Linked DNA regions of Rattus norvegicus: all the other regions are linked to region 1. A link is a contact called in public Hi-C data. All regions are on one chromosome and are shown on one strand. The core of a region is the stretch at or near the end of the contact, and the rest is flanking DNA. Distances in the headings are between cores, read along the strand shown. Region 1 has its middle 110 kb from the start of Spred2. Region 2 holds the start of Spred2 (sprouty-related, EVH1 domain containing 2). Region 3 has its middle 30 kb from the start of Spred2.

Region 1 (3,064 bases), core at 422-2,921:
CTGGACTGTCCTCTGGTGGGAGGGTCACGGGAGAGAAACCAGCACGCCTTTGGAACAGCATTCAGACACGGGTCTCTCCAGCACAGAACATGACATAGGGCCCCAGAGGAAAGTTCACCTCTTCTCACATTCTCAGGTCCCCAGTGCATTTGCTGCCATTTGCTGAGGACAACGGTCACCATCAAATACGGCCTTGGGAAACTCCCACCCAATGCATAGAGACCAAGTGCCCTAGACAGAATGGCTGCCTTCAGGCACATCCCCTGACTGCCCTCAGCTGTACCTGAGTTAGGACATCTCAACACTGTGCCTGGCACAAACAGTGCTTTCAACAGGGCTGGTGGGGATGACACAGGCAAGGTCAAAGGAGGCTGTAGTTGGAAGAGAACACATGTGCGTGACTGCCACGCTTTGTAGCCCTGATTACCAGAGTGGCCCTGTCGTAGGGGGCTGGATGGTTCTTCCCTGACTTGTGCATTCTGCCACCTTTCACTAGCATCCCAGCTCCTACCCATTAAATAACAGTAAAGCCCTGTGAGCTATGACAAATGTGTCTGCAGCCATTAACGAGTCTGTATGGAGGAGGAATAGTGGCAATGTCACCCCAGCTGGCATTAACTGGACTATGATGTCTACAGCGTTCAATAGCCTGGGCCTCCTCCACAGCCTCAGACCCTGCACTCTGAGATGTCCCCATCTCTTTCTCAAAAAGTTACGCTACTAAAACCTCTGGGACCGCTTCCCTGTTCTTTCAAAATATGAGTGAATTAAAATTCAGTTATTAATGGAAAAAAAAAAAGGTCCCACCTGTTTACCTCCACACTGCATTGTTCCCAGAACTCTGAGAAGCAATCCTTTGACACGAATGCGTGTCACAATGACTCAAGATAGCACCATCGGGGAGCGGGGGCAGTGACAGCATTTTACACGACCCCATGCAGCTGGTGAACACGTGGGCCTCAGCTCAGCAAGCCTGCTGTTCCCTCAAGTCAGAGTCGCAGAGGTCTGCACAGGTGCCCATGCAAGGTGCCCTCGCCAGAGGCACGGAGGCCTGCAAAGGTGCCCACACCACCCTTGGAAAGTGACTCAAAAGTCGTAAGTGAGAATGTTGAGGGCTTGAGCCAGGAATACTGCATGGCCGTAATCCCAAAAAGCTGAGGCAGGAGGATCATAAATCCCAGGCCAACCTGGTCTACATGCTGAACCAATTCCCCTGCCATGTGTGTGTGTGTCCCTCTGTTCCCCTCAAAAAAGAAAGAAGGAAGAGAAAAGAAAAAAAAATAAAGGAAGGTGATGGTTTTAAGCAGTATCCAAGTCTCACCCTGAAACCGGTGTGCACAGTCCCCACCTCCGCTTTTCTCAGAGATCCCTGGCTAGCACCACAAAGAGGGATGAGGGAATGAGGGACAGGAGCCCATGGACCAGGTCAGCAGGACACTCAAGAAATGCCTGGTGGCTTCCTGGCCTCCATACGCTGAAGCTGCCTGTGACCTGGAGGCATTCCTCAGGAGCAATCACCAGCGGGCGAGTCAGCTCGGCCCAGAGGCTCTAACGCAATCGCTTATTCACAACTACAGTTTTAGCACAATGGCGCACAGCTAAGAGCTCTGAGAAACCCACCCACCTATGACATGCCAGTGAGCTGCTCGGCCCCCTCTGGTGGATGTCCTGTTAGTCATAGACAGCATCTGGCCCCGCTCCCCTGTGCCCCCCTCTTTCTGTATCTCCAGACATTTTACTAAACAGACACTGAGTCAGAATAAGTCGGTTTAGCAATTAAAATCTGTGTGGGGGCTGCCTCGGGGAGCATGTGGCGGGCCTGGAAATAAATAGTCCTCCAGTATGAATCGTGCACGCACTGCAGAAGTCTAAATGTAATGTGCATGAAGCTGAACAGGGCTGAGGCCGCGGTGTGACGACTCGCCCCTTAGCAGGGCTAGGAGAAGCTGCCATCTGCTTGCAGGGTAATTGTGGTATAGGATCCACTGTCCTTAGGCAGAAAGAGCCCTGTGATTCTGTCAAAGGGAGCATATACTTGGCTCTGAAAGAAGAAAGTTCCACGAGGAACCTTGTTCAGGCAAGCCATGCCCTCAGACAACATCCATTACACTAAACCCAGGATGTTCAAAGAAACAGACAGGTAGCCCGCACACACATTCCCGGCCCATCCTCTGAGGAGAAGTCAGGGTCTGGCTATAATTTGAATGATTCCGGTAGGGGCCGCAGAGACCACCTACAGCTCCAGATGGGAGAAAAAGCTGCCAACACCAACGCCTCTGGCTGCAAGCCTGTTACCAGGCCAGCCACATGGCTCTTCAAACTGGGTCACTTTTATCCTTCACAGGTGAGAGCAGAGCCACCTGGGAAACCGGAGGACCGCCTTTGCTTGCTAGAGCTCCCACTTAAAGGGGCTTACCTTTCCTTTCCACAGGGCCCACCCACCCACTCTCTACAGAGTTCCTGGATTACAGCTGCACCTCCACCCTGGGCAGCTGGTGCTAACAGCTGGCACCCGGGACATAGGCAGAGTCTCAGAGATGCACAGTCTCTCCATCACCCGCCACCCCCACCCCCACCCCCGCTCCCAGTCCCTTCCCCAGCCCCACCCCCAGCCCCACCCCCCACCCCTCCACCCCGGCTCCCAGTCCCTTCTCCAGCCAGCAGCAGAATCCTGCAACTCCAAAGGCGGCAAGTCCAGGCGAGACCATAACCCTTCACACAGTGCGTGTTCTGTTCTGCACACTCTGGTAAGCCAAGGAGGGGCAACGCACAGCTAAATGTCCCTGTCGTAAGATTCTGCGCCAGTGGTTCTTGACATTCTTATGTCACGGACTCTTTCTCTTGGGACTGGGGAGGTGGCTCGGCAGTTAAGAGCACTGTTGCTTTTCCAGAGGTCCCACGTTCACAACTGCCTATAACATACACACACCTATATAAATAAAGCTTTTAAAGAACGCAACCACTCATGGGCCTCTAGAAACCTCTCCTGCCGCACTGGCATGAACAAACACCAACCAAGTCCCTTTCCTAGTCCTTGACTCTTAAAGGTGACACTTTCTACCAC
Region 2 (3,064 bases), core at 296-2,795, 110 kb after region 1:
AATCTAAGTGGAATGTCTCTAGTGGCATATTCAGGGGGGTACAAATGTCTATTAGTCTTGAGGAGCAGAAAAAGGACAGGGATTATGTCCCTTGTTCCCTGGCAAGACCTCAGAAAATACCCAATGACTCTGTAATCAGTGGCATCCAGTGTCAAGTGAAAACATGGTGTCCCCTTCAAAAATTGTATTGGGTTTTAATTCCAAAAATTCAGATTCCAGGCAGATCCACAAGTTGAGCCCTGGGCATAGCCCTGTTCATTGTCTACATGGTGCATGAGTCCTCTCAGAAAACTTCAGGCAGGTCCTAGGCCATGGTAGGAAAAATACTTTAAAGAGAGGTGAGATGAGATGGCTCAGCAGTTAAGATCCTCCAAAGGACTGTGGTTCAATTCCTAGCACCCACATGGAGGGAGCAACCAGTTCCAGGGGACCCAACATCCTCTTCCCTCCACCCACTCTGCTGACAAGCAAGCACCCATTCTCCTCCAGCCCCTGCACATTCTTAAAAAAAGAGAAGCCGGCCAGGGATGGAGTAATGAGGAGTTCCCGGGTTTCTCTTTGGCCAAAGCCCATCAAAGGCAGTAATCTGTGGCTCAGTAAACTATGGACTTCTAAGGGCTGAAAACAAGAAACATTATTCACCAACTGGATAATTTAATTCACTTTGGTGTTACCTTTAAACTTCATTTCTGCCTGCAATGCAAGTTTCTTGGCTGCGTGCCTTTTATTTTCTGTGTACACATTATTATTATTTTTAAATGTCCGCTCTTGGTGGGCATGATGTTGCTTAACAGTTATCCCATCATTTGGATGGCTGAGGCAAGAGGGCCAAGAGTTCAAGGGCAGCCTCGGCTACACAGCAAGTTTGAAGCCACCCTGAGATGCAGGCTAGAAAAATACTCTTTGTGGACAAAAAAAAGATTGCAAGATTCTCATGAAACTGAACCTCCCCTGTTATACAGGACACTGGCAAAGTCCAAATCCCTCTCCTTGCAAGGTTTCTATCAGAGTTGGGATGGGGAGGCCAACAGAGGCCACCTGCACTGCCCCCCCAACCCCCTCCCACACTCTGCTTCTCCAAAACCAAACTCTCTGGCTTGCACCTAAACTCCTCCCCATCTCCGCCCTCCGCCACCTCCCCCCTTGATTTTTAATCCAAAGGTTTGGACGGAGGGAGGGGACAAAACGGGAGCCAGATGTGTTCTTGTCTTCGGCTCCCGCCTCCTCCCTCTTGGGCTTCCTAAAACCCGGAGCCCCGGAGACAAGGATTCGGAGCCCGACCAACGCAGTGCCAACCATGCCGTTCCGAGGCTCCTCCCGGAGTGGAAGCTAGCGGGAGGGGGAGTAGAAGAGGGGCACGCTCAGTAGGAGGGACAAAGTGTTTTGTGAGTGTGTTTTTTCCCTCTGTGTCTTTCTCTCTCTCTCTCTCTTTTTTTTATTTTGGTCGCAAGTAGGAAGCTTTTTGCACTCCACCACCTCTGGCCGCTGGGAAGACGTCATCGCTTCCGCCCTACTTCCTCCTCCTGTTGGCGGCGCTGAGAATCCAATATGGAGTAAATCGGTGGAGTGGCGAGATGGGGCTCGGACGGGGCGCCCTGCACCGCCTCCCAGGCGCACCTCCCCCGGCTGCCGAGTGCTACCCGGAACCCTGATTGGCCCGGTCCCCGGGGGCGACCCCGGCCCGGCCCCAGCACAGCCGGCTGCCCGCCGCCCCGAGCGTGCTTGTTTTTCTGCTGCTCTTCCCCTCCCGGTCCCCTTCCCAAATCTCGCCCCTGCACCCGCTCGGAGCCCCGGGGCCGCGCCCGGCGGGCCCACGGCGTCCGCTGCCGGGTGCGCCCCTTCCCAGACCTCGCCCTGCGCTCGGGGCTCTCCATTTCCCCGCCTGCCTCGGCGCCCCCTTCATCTCTAGCTCCCCCCTCCACCACCAAATCAGGAGATGTCGGAGATGTGAAGAAGGGGGGCGAGCGCACAGGAAGATGAAGGGAGCCAGGCTGCACGCCGCGGGACAGGCGTCTAGGTGAACAAGAAAATGACCGAAGAAACACACCCGGACGAGTAAGTTCGCTGCGGGTGGGATGCGGGTGCCCGGAGGGGCGGCGTGGGGGCCGCCGCCAAGGACGCAGGAGGGGACTCGTCGGGGGAACTTGGCGTGGGGTGCAGTCGCTGGCTAAGCTGTCGAGGCTGCGCGCGAGGCTCTTTGCTGGGCTGGGGGAGGCGGCAGAAACCGCCTGGGGTCTGCAAGTCCAGGTCGCAGCCCCGGCCAAGGGCGCGCAAATGACCTCCGGGAGGTCTTCGGGCTGCGAGAGCGGAAGCTCTGACGCCCTCCGTGCGGGGCATCCCGGGGTCGATGGGTCTGTGTGCATAGTGACTTTGTGACTCCTGGCACCGCTGCCCTCCTCACAGCTCTCTCCCGAGCCCTCTGGGGCCCGGGCTCCGCCATTTCGTTTTCTTGAATCGCTCTCATTTGCATACCACATTTTCATTCATAAAAACACGGAGGAGTTGGGGGAGGGCCAGTCGGGCTCTGCTCAGGGTCTGTGCGCCTGGGTCCGCGTAGCGGCCAGAGCGCGGGAGCAGCCTGCCGAGTCCCGGCGCGCGTGAGTGTGTGCACGCGCGTGTGGGCCGGCACACGCGCCCCGCAGTGTCGGGGCAGCTCTGGGGGCGGATCCGAAGCGTGTGCAGCGAGGGCGGGAGAGCGTGCGGGGAAGCGCGCTCCTGACTTGTATGTGAGGGAGAGCGCGTGCCCGTGCGTGTGCCCGGCCCGCAGGCCCGAGGGGAACAAAGCTCTCGGTGCTTAGTCAGAGGTGCTTATGCTCGCCCCTCGGGGAGACCGGGGCTTGTCAGCGTCTCTGGGCCAAGTAGCAGCTGCTTCCCGCCTTAGTCGCACATAGGTTTAGATCTTGCTCTCGGGTTCGAGGCGTTTCCCTCTCGGGGCGCTGGGGGCGGGGCTGCCGGTCTGCCCTGGCCGGTACTTAGCCAGGGGTCCTGTGCTGTTCAGTGGCTGTATTCGCTCACCACTTTTTTTCTTTTTTTGTGAATAAGACGTTCTCCTTTATTGTCACAT
Region 3 (3,064 bases), core at 350-2,849, 78 kb after region 1:
ACGAGAGAGTTTATGTCCATGCAAAGCAAATGATATAAGATAACCCATGTCAGGCTCCAGTCTGTACCCAGGGAATGGTAAATCCATGCAGGAAATGCTTCTTCCTCAGAGTCAGACTTCCTGAGTCTGGATGACCTGCTGTCAAGTGGGCAGGAAGTCATCTAAGGGTCTCATTCACACAGCACTGTTTGCATGGTTTGTGTATGCTTGGCCCAGGGAGTGGCACTATTAGAAGATATGGCCCTGTTGGAGTAGGTGTGACCTTGTTGGAGTAGGTGTGTCACTGTGGGCATGGGCTTTAAGACCCTCATGCTACGGGGTTGGGGATTTAGCTCAGTGGTAGAGCGCTAGCTGCCTGGAAGTCAGCATTGTGCTAACAGCCTTCAGGTGAAGATGTAGAACTCTCAGCTCCTCCTGCACCATGCCTGCCTAGATGCTGCCATGCTCTTGCCTTGATGATACTGGACTGAACCTCCGAACCTATAAGCCAACCCCAATTAAATGTTGTCCTTATAAGAGTTGCCTTGGTCATGGTGTCTGTTCGCAGCAGTAAAACCCTAAGACAACTGTGAATGACTCAAATAGATTTTCCTCTCAGTTGCTCAATGTAGATAGTCTAGGTGGCTGTGTGTGAGCAAACACAGAGCAAAGGAGAGACAGAAGCAGAGACAGAGAGGCAGAGAGAGAGACACGCAGAGAGATCCTCAGTGCTGCGTCTAAATATCAGGAACATATAATGTATGATCTCCCTCTCCCCCTCCCCCTCCCCCTCCCTTTCTCCTTCCCCCTCCCCACCTCTCTCTGCTTCTGTCTCTGTCTGCCTCTGTTTCTCTCTGTGTGTTTCTCTCTTATTGTGCTATGACTTAAACTCAGAATCTCCCGTATGACAGGCAAGTGCTCTACCACTGAACTACATTCCAAGCCAGTAATTAACCTTTCTGTGCCTAGTTTCCCCCACCCCTAACGGCTTTGCCATGAATAGTCTCATGGTGAGTGAATTGCTGTGATAAATGTGATGCCCTTAGAACAGGGCCTGGCACATAGTAAGTGCTCAATAAACATTAGTTATGATCATGGATGATGGCATTTCGAGCATAAGGTAGAATTCTTGGGTGGCTTGCTTCCTTCCCTAAGCCTGAGCCAAATGCCCCCTCACCAGATGGCCGCCTGCTTATGGGGAGGGAGAACCATCTGCTTTGCTTTGAGTGTCAGGAGCACAACTGTACCCTGAATGAGAGGACTAACTCGGGGGAAGTAGATGTGAGAGATGCATTTTCACCAGTAGTATTGCATCAGAAGAAAAGGAGGGGAGTGCATGACCTTCTTAAGCGAAGAGTCCTCAAGACCAGCACAAGCCATGCTCCAAAGTTTCCCCTACCTCGTGTGCTCACCCTTTACATCCCTAGGATGTAGAAAGAGATTTACCTCTATTTGTGGGGGAGGCAGGGGCCTCGATCTGCCGCCAACTCCCATCCCCAATCCACACAGACTCCCATCTTCTTCTGCCTAGTGGCTGACCACGTTGGGTGACAAGGAGGTAAAGGGGAGAAAGCTTGTTCTGAGGTTTGTGGGGTTTGCTTGTTTGCTTTGTTTGAGATGTGGTCTCACTCAGCAGCTCAGGCTGGCCTACTGCTCCCTACCAAGCCACATCCTGACCTCTCTTGTGTTTTTAACTGCAGTTTAAGTGGTTACTCAATAACATGGCCGAGCGCTATTCATTTTATACGTGGACCAGTAAACTCCCTCAATTCATTTACTAAATCTCCTATCTTCGTTATTTCATCCTCGCCTGTGCGTTTACCTGGTTCATGTCACATTACTAGCTGATATCCTTCACTGGTTCTGTGTGTGTGTGTGTGTGTGTGTGTGTGTGTGTGTGTGTGTGTGTGTGTATGTGTGTCTGTATGTGTCTCTGTGTGTGTTTGTGTGTGTATGTCTGTGTGTGTGTGTCTGTGTGTGTGTCTGTGTGTGTGTGTCTGTGTGTGTGTCTGTGTGTATTTGTCTGTGTGTGTGTCTGGGTGTGTGTATATGTGTGTCTGTGTGTGTGTCTGTGTGTGTGTGTATGTCTGTGTGTGACTCTTGTGTATGAGTCTGTGTGTGTGTGTCTCTGTGTGTGTGTCTCTGTGTGTTGGGGGGGTGCAGAAGGAGAGAAAGAAAAAATAAGAGAGGGAAGGAGAGGAGAGGCACTGGGGGCCAGAGACCATGGTGGGTACCCTCCCTTTCAGCCTTTCCCTCGAGACACAGGTTTGTCACTGAACCTGGAGGTAAGGTGGTGGCCTGTTCCAGTGCTCCTCCAGTCTGTCCCCCCTGGAACTGGATTACAGTCACTTACAGCTGTGCCCTGCTTTTTCTGAGGGTGCTAGGATCCAGGCTCTGCACAGCAGGCGCTCTCCCCACTGAGCTTCCCTCTCCAGCATAATTTTTGGAGGCAGGGTCTTTTGCTGACTCTGGAGCTCACTCTGGGCTGACTGGCCAGTAAGCTTCAGGGATCTGCCTCCTCTGACCCAGTAGTGCCAGGATGACAACACATCCTGCTTGGCCCAGCTTTTATGTGGGCGATAGAAATTTGAACTCAAGTCTTCATGCATGCAGAGCAAGCTCTTTTCCCAGAGTCCTCACCAAAACCTCCATATCTCCTTTCTCAGTGAGCTTTATTGACTAGAAACCACTTTTAAAAAAAATCTACTTATTTATCATATACACAGTGTTCTGCATATATAGCTGCAGGTCAGAAGAGGGCACCAGAGCTCATTACAGATGGTTGTGAGCCACCATGTAGTTGCTGGGAATTGAACTCAGGGCCTCTAGAAGAGCAGTCAGTGCTCTTAACCACTGAGCCATCTCTCCAGCCTGAAAACCACTGTTCTATAGGAGTTCTTTCTCTGTTTTAGTTTTCCACGGACAGCCCCATATGCAGAATCTATAGGGAAATATGTAGTCAGGTATGGAATTGTTTTTTAAGATGAAATAGATTTAGATGCCGGCAATAAACGGTGTGTGATACAGGAAAAGCTGAAGATTGCAAGGAGAAATGAAATGGTGTGGGGTTGGGGTAGTGGCACAT

The links. A called contact is a pair of places that touch in the nucleus more often than the background predicts.
Region 2: a contact with region 1 is called in a Hi-C map of the A7r5 cell line, with 4 times the contacts expected there. The contact joins the promoter of Spred2 here to the enhancer-like site in region 1. A contact is called at or near these places in 9 of 12 Hi-C or Micro-C datasets (the A7r5 cell line, Schwann cells, frontal cortex and 5 more) and 1 of 1 datasets of contacts at active chromatin or transcription factors (oligodendrocytes).
Region 3: a Hi-C map of frontal cortex shows a contact between it and region 1, with 2.4 times the contacts expected there. The contact joins two enhancer-like sites. A contact is called at or near these places in 3 of 12 Hi-C or Micro-C datasets (frontal cortex, hepatocytes and liver).

What each region holds. Positions count from the first base shown.
Region 1 is chr14:98,240,895-98,243,958 of GRCr8, forward strand. No RefSeq gene overlaps it. Among named protein-coding and RNA genes, the nearest start is that of Spred2, 110 kb to the right of the region's middle. Within about 2 kb of position 1,672, at least 15 of the 93 cell types and tissues checked have an H3K27ac peak or open chromatin away from gene starts, as enhancers often do. A contact at or near this core is called in the A7r5 cell line, where this site is marked.
Region 2 is chr14:98,349,032-98,352,095 of GRCr8, forward strand. Spred2 (sprouty-related, EVH1 domain containing 2) reads left to right here and starts at 1,546. Exons shown (of 6, transcript NM_001047094.2): 1 at 1,546-2,055. The coding sequence starts at 2,030.
Region 3 is chr14:98,318,597-98,321,660 of GRCr8, forward strand. No RefSeq gene overlaps it. Among named protein-coding and RNA genes, the nearest start is that of Spred2, 30 kb to the right of the region's middle. Within about 2 kb of position 1,600, at least 4 of the 93 cell types and tissues checked have an H3K27ac peak or open chromatin away from gene starts, as enhancers often do.